2 separate regions of the Arachis hypogaea genome follow, and region 2 is linked to region 1. A link is a contact called in public Hi-C data. All regions are on one chromosome and are shown on one strand. Each heading gives the region's core, a stretch centred on a gene start, on an enhancer-like site or on the middle of the called end of the contact. The rest is flanking DNA. Distances are from core to core; before and after follow the strand shown. Region 1 holds the start of LOC112765501 (protein SMAX1-LIKE 6). Region 2 has its middle 7.2 kb from the start of LOC112768873.

What was found. Hi-C and Micro-C count contacts between places; a contact is called where the count stands out from the background.
Region 2: a Hi-C map of leaf shows a contact between it and region 1, with 2.2 times the contacts expected there. The contact joins the enhancer-like site here to the promoter of LOC112765501 in region 1. A contact is called at or near these places in 2 of 8 Hi-C or Micro-C datasets (leaf and an unstated tissue).

Annotation. Positions count from the first base shown.
Region 1 is chr17:27,840,965-27,844,597 of arahy.Tifrunner.gnm2.J5K5, reverse strand. LOC112765501 (protein SMAX1-LIKE 6) reads left to right here and starts at 1,856. Exons shown (of 3, transcript XM_025811398.3): 1 at 1,856-3,615. The coding sequence starts at 2,366.
Region 2 is chr17:27,917,849-27,921,481 of arahy.Tifrunner.gnm2.J5K5, reverse strand. No RefSeq gene overlaps it. Among protein-coding and RNA genes, the nearest start is that of LOC112768873, 7.2 kb to the right of the region's middle. Within about 2 kb of position 1,996, at least 2 of the 3 cell types and tissues checked have open chromatin away from gene starts, as enhancers often do.

The sequences.
Region 1 (3,633 bases), core at 607-3,106:
GATGTATAAAAATTATACAAATATCATTTTACTTCTTTTAATATATTATCATAATAAAATATTTTATAATGTTTAAGATATTTATAAGTAAAAAGTTCAAATTTTACCTTAGGAATTGAAAAATTGTTTGCCGTTAGAGTGAATATTCCATTATAAAGAAATTAGTTCTTGAATTTAGTAGTGGATACCCTTAAAAACTAAAACAATTCTAAATAAGAAAAAATATTATTGTTTATTATTTATATATTTAATGTAATGATGATAATGGGCTCCTTGTCAACTTATACCATATACATGAATTTAATTACATATAGGTCAAAAATCTAATTATACAAACAGGTGAACAGCATTATTTGCCTATAAAGAATGTGAGAGACCATCAGTTAACTTATAAATATCAGTTGCATATGTATAATTTCGTACAAAATGATCATATATTAGTATTTTACTAATTAACTTATTTATCTATTATTATATCGCATTTATAATAAAAATTATTTTAAGAGTAAAGTATCGTTTTTGTCCCCAAAGTTTGGGGTAAGTCCTATTTGTGTTCCTAACGTTTAAATCGTCCTATTTGTATCCTTAACGTTTATAAAAGTGATTCAATGTTATTCTATTATCAATTATACTAACAAATTAGATTATATTTTTCAATTATTCTCACTTGAATGTATTCATTCTCAATTAGGTCTCACTTGAATGTGATCGATTTTAATATTATATCCACTATTTGTGTTTAGATTCAATTATGTCCTTAGAAAAGTAAATTATGTAAATGTTGCAGGAATTAGTTTCAACATTTGATGAGCTATTTTTTAAAGTAGATCATCGATTCTATCCAAAACATTTATATTCTAATTTCAAGAAGAGGTTTTTAAAACTCAAACTAAAGCGTTCATAATGTGTAATTGACGGCAGGATAACATTGAATCACTTTTACAAATGTTAGGGATACAAATATAAGACGATTTAAACGTTAGGGACACAAATAGAATTTACCCCAAACGTTGGGGACAAAAACGATACTTTACTCTTATTTTAATGTATTGATATTTTAATATTTTAAAGAATAAAATATTTTCACTTATAAATTACTGATCATAATATAAGATCCAATCATGTTTGTGATAATATACTTCACAATCTTTTACGGATGCAAAAAAATTATTATTTGATGACAATTTACAAATTAAGATTTTTTTTTTCACATATTATATTCTTAGAAACATTTTCCCCATATCATCACTTCAATAAAAAGAAAGTGTTATATATATGATTAAACATTTATATTGTATAAAATATACTCATGCTATATATAAAGACAAATTAAGATTTAATTCAGAGTATAATTTTAGAAAAGATTTCCCATATCTTAAATTCAATAAAAATAAAAGTGTTACTACACAAAAAAAAAGAAAAAGTTGTTAAATTTAATAATTTATTTTAAAAAAAATTAAAATATAAAATAATTATATATATATATATATCTAATTATATAATATTATGTTAATAAAAATAATTATATTTTACAGTAATTATATAAATAATTATAAAAATATAAAAATAATTAAATAATTATATAAAATATTTTATATTACAAATACATCAAAATTAAATTCTCATTTTAAAAGATATAAAAATGGTCAATTGGATTACGTTGTCAATTCAGAACTCTATATTTATAATCTATTAAAATTTAGAAGTGAAAATATCTTTGCTCTCGCTGTCTCGCATATGAATTGAAACCCTTTTTTCTCATCATGTTATCATTTAATTTAAATATAATGAAATTTATATTTTTGAATTTATTAACCTTCTCCTTTTAAAAGGAAAAAGTACGATATTAAGATCCACATAGTATTTAAAAAGTACTTTTTATCATATAAATACATAATAATAATAATAATAATCAGTAAAAATTAAAAAGACATCATCATCTGCGAGACTGGTAGACTACCACCAGGCACCAGCATCAAAGAATCATCCAAAACAGGGTCACCACTCTCTCTCTCTATCTGCCTATTCTTTCTTCTTCTTTCTCTCATTTAATTAACATACAAACTCCAATAAATTATTCATACTCTCTCAACAACAAAAACCCAAACCTCAAACCCCTTTTCCTTCTTCACACACACACAAACGCCACATTTTCCCCTTCATTTGTCAGCGTCCTCATACTCATCCATCATCATATATGATATATCACATACATAATAATTAAATTAAATTAATCACCATCATCATCATCATTATTATTACTATTATTATAGACTCTTATAGATAATTATAGAGTTTGCATATATATTATTATTTTTATTTATACATATAGAGCTCTCTTAGTACCGATACATGCTCGCCGGCGATGCCGACGCCGGTAAGCGCAGCGAGGCAATGCTTGACAGACGAGGCGGCACGTGCTCTCGACGACGCTGTCGCGGTGGCGCGTCGCCGGAGCCACGCCCAGACGACCTCCCTCCACGCAGTCTCCGCTCTCTTGGCCCTCCCTTCCTCCTCCCTCCGCGACGCAATCACCCGATCTCGCACCGTCGTCACCGCCGTAGCCGCAGCCGTAACCGTCTCCCCGCGCCTCCAGCTGCGCGCCCTAGAACTCTCCGTCGGCGTGTCCCTCGACCGCCTCCCCTCCTCTAAACCCTCATCGACCTCCTCCACCGCCGACGACGACGGACCTCCGGTGTCGAATTCCCTCATGGCGGCCATAAAACGCTCCCAGGCGAACCAACGGCGCCACCCGGATACCTTCCACTTGATGCAAATCCACAATCACCAAAACCCTCAGTTCAATCAAGGAACCGCATCGTTTCTGAAAGTTGAGCTCAAACACTTCGTTCTTTCAATCTTAGATGATCCAATCGTGAGTCGCGTCTTCGGCGAAGCGGGTTTTCGGAGCCCCGACATAAAACTCGCACTTCTTCAGCCTCCTAACCCTCCGCCTTCTTCCAGAATCTTCTCAAGAACGCGCTACCCGCCCCCTCTCTTCCTCTGCAGTCTTGACTCGGGTCGACCCGGACCCGGTTTCTCTTCCGGGTTCCCATTCCTGGACGAGAACTGCAGAAGGGTTGCGGATATTCTAACGCGGAAGAACAAGAGAAACCCTTTGCTTATGGGTGTTTACGCGAAAACCGCGCTCAGAAGCTTCGTTGAGATGATCGAGAAGGGTCGTGGTGTTGCAATGTTCCCACCAGAAATGGCTGCGGTTAATGTCATCTCGGTGGAGAACGAGATTCAAGAATTCTTGATTTCTGGCGCCATGAGTGAGGAGAAGATGGGGTTGAGGTTTGAGGAGTTGGGTCGAGAAGCCGATCAATGCTCCAATGGTGGTGGTGTTGTTGTGAGCTTTGGGGATGTTGCGGCTTTTGTTAAAGATGGAGTGGATAGTGGTGCTGTTGGGTTTGTTCTTTCGAGGATAACGAGGTTGTTGTTGGACGGTGGTGGGGGTGGAGGGAAGGTTTGGTTGGTTGGGGTGGCGGAGAAGTGTGATGCGTATTCAAAGTTATTGGGTTTGTTCCCAAATGTGGAAAAAGATTGGGATCTGTATCCTATGACCGTCACGTCTGCTACACCTTCAATGGAAGGACTCTACCCTAAATCCAGGTGCGTCTCTTTCGTTTC
Region 2 (3,633 bases), core at 747-3,246, 77 kb before region 1:
AGCTGGAGATGTGGTGATGAATGCTGAAATGTTCGAGAAGAATAATATCTCGGACAATGTTACTTAGTGCTTAATGTACACTTTATTGGCTTGTTTAATTTAACATGCTTTTTATCTTCACATTTCTTTCATAGAAAACGACTAACAGAATTTTGGGGGTGAACCTAAAGCACGGTCCCATTCATCTATGAAGTGCTCAATGAATCCGTTTTTACTTGTTTTGTTTGTTTGTTATGCATGTTCCTTCATTTAACTTTGAAACTTATGGTAGTGTCCAAAAAAGCTAACCATATAGGAAAAAAGATCATGCTTTAAATTCACAATGTTTAATACTTTGTCCAAAGTGCAACATGGAGGAATCTTTTGAAACTAGGTCTATTTATATTTGAGAGTTTAGATTGATCAAGATTTTTTAGTTATCAATTTTGATGATTGAAATTGTTTGTGAACTTCTAATATTAAATTATGGATAATTTATTATGTGAAATTGTGAAATTTTGAATTTTATTTAGTTAGAAATGATTGAATTTATATATTTAAAATTATATATAGATTTTTTAATAATTTTATTTAATATTTAATTAAACCGGTTGTACTCCGATTAAATCCCGGTCGAACCAATAAACCTGTGAACCAGTGACCTTACTGGTTTATTGACCAGTCCAGTTCTCGCAACCTTGATTGAGGGTATCAATGTTAACCCTCTCAATCTCTGTTACTTTTCCACCAACGTAATTAACCTTCTCACATGCCCCTCTCTCAAACTGTCCTCTATGATTAATAGACACAGTTATATAGATGGTGGTCATTCTTGGAAATAAAATTAAACAATACAATCTAAGAAAACATTGTCTGTAACTGCAGCTAACACAAACCATCAACCAACTATTCTAACGATTCTCAAACATATAAAATTAATCACAGGGTTTGATAAGGTAACAGAATCTATCTAACTAGTGGCAATGACATATGAAATTAATCAAAAGTGGCAATGCCATACCTCTGTTCTTCGCGGATCAAAGGGAGTGACATCTTCGCTGTCGATGACGAAAAGCCTGGTATGACGCTCTGCTCGCTAATCTATGCACGATTCTCAATTACGTCTTCATGGTGATCGATTGGGGAGTGCTTCGGTCGTCTTCTCCGAATTGGGAATGGAACGACGGCGACGATGAACCTCTGCTAGGGCACAACATATTCTCCTGCAAAATGTACTTCTTTTTCCAAACCCTTAGCGAAAAAAATTGTTCACTTCCACATAGATAGGGCTTTGGAGGATTGGAGTGCCACGTAGAGTCGAATAACCACGAAGCAAGTGCATATCCAAGCCAGGATACTTTTGTCACACGGAAGGCATGTTGCGTGGGTACAAGTTTAGTTTCGATCTCGTATGGGCACATATGTCAACGTTTTCATCTTTTATGGGTACAAATGGTCATTTATTCTATGTTGTGTTGTGTTTATGCTTTGAGCTTAATTGTTTTTAATTTGTGATTGTATTAAAAATTTCAATAATAATATAATGGGTATTAAATTGTTAATATTATAACAAACTTTCATGTTGTCATTTTCTATTTGGATATTTTCTTTTGTTATTTAATTTTTAAGTTCACTTGATAAGATCATATGACTTTGGTTGATAATATTTTATGTAGTGCTTTAAATTTAAAAGACTTTTAAAGTTTATATTAAATTATAATTATATTTTAAGATATTTATTTATATTTTATTTGTTATTATATTATAAAACGATTTTTTTACTTGAATCACAATATTGAACTAGTTGGATCAATAAATTAATAACTAGAGTGATTCGATAACCGATCTGTTTTTCAAAACCATAGTAATAATCAAGATTCAAGATATAAAAAAAATGATAATAATCAAATAATAATAAGAAATGAATAAATCAAGGGCAGCCCAATGGGCTAAACAATTATTCCTATTGGCCACTGTGATCATGCTTGGACCGGTCATAACTACCTAACATAATGTGTCAGGTGGTTTACATAAAAAAGAAATCCGTTCAATCCCAATAAAAAAAAGAAAACCATTATGCGATGTATATAGCTTGCCAATACAGTTTTAAAAGAAAGCCGCTTAAGGCCAAAAAAAAAAAAAAAAAGCGGTTCCTCGTTATTAGTTTTTTGTTTTATTTTTTTTTTTTAATTGTTGGAATTATTTGCCTCAAAGATTTATATTGTTTTGTTAATGATTTTCTTTTTTTTTTTTTGATATTTTGTTGGAAATTCCATTTCTTCTTATGTTGAGGATCCATACTGTTTTATTTACTATGTAGTTTTTTTTTTCCATAAATAAATCTTATAGAAAAAAAGAAAAACACCAATGCTCAGAATGAGCAGAGATGCAAAACCAAAACTGTTCTATTCCTTTCAAAACTATTGATTAAAAATAAAAGCATATAATATTGAAAAAATGAATAAATCAAATAAATTTGATAGTTGTGTAATAGATTAAATTACTCTTAAATAAAATGAAAATATATCGTTAATGCTTATTTTATTATTATAAACAAAAATACATTTAAAAGTTTATATGGTGGTTACAATTACATCTAAATCCTTTAATGAGTTATGTGTACATACAATTTATTTGTTTCGATATATATATTCACCTTTCTGGCAATAGACGTGTGCCTCCGTTAATAAAATTGTACACATGTAATGTTTTAGGTCCAAAATGGCACTATTACTATGAATGACATAGCAATTTGTTGCCACATAAGATAAAATCTTTTTAAAATTAAATTATTAAATGAAATTAAACCTAACCCTCTATCCTTTTGTCTCCAAAATTTCTGGAACCCTAATAAAGACAAAGAACATGGCTTCAATTCAGGAACGAAGTTTACAATTTTTGAAAAATTAATCAACCAAAACAAAAATTTAAAATAGAAGTAGAAAAAAACAATCAATCAGAACAAAAATTTAAATCAATGAAAAAAATTTTAATATCTAACAATAGTACCAAATTTAAACCACAACAATAATTTTCTAATAATAGAAGCAGAAACAGATCTACAAAAATAGCACTGTAGAAAATAGAAACAGAACGTCAGAATCGCAAAAGCCTATGCGAAAATGATGAATCATGAGCTGTCAGCATGCGAACGCGAACCTAACGAGAACAGAAAGCAGGAAATTGATAGAACAAAAGTGGTGAGGTGGTGTGACTGCGATGGACAAGGCGGCGAGGCAACGATGACAGAGGCGACGAGCGGCAACTAACCATGCAACGAAGGAGGCTGTTGAGGAACGTTAAGGAAGAGAAGAGAAAACGGCAAGAAAGAGAAGAGGAACAGTGACAAAGATAAGAAGATGAGCGCCAGCAACAAGCAATCTGGCTCCGGTCTGGCGGTGCATAGGATAGAGAACAATGGTGGACCACTTTTGAGAAGTGAGAGGAGTGCGTCGAAAGGAAAAGAATTTTTTTTTGGTTTTTAGGTTTTAGAGATTGACAAACTTGTAGGTAGTGTTAGAAAAATGACAGAAAAAGAGAAAGAATTAGGAGAGCTTAAAATTAACGAGGAGAGGCTTTTGTTTGGCTATGGAGAGACCCTAAGTGAAGCTATATTCTACTTCTTCATTCTTTGTTAGGGTTCCAGGAATTTCT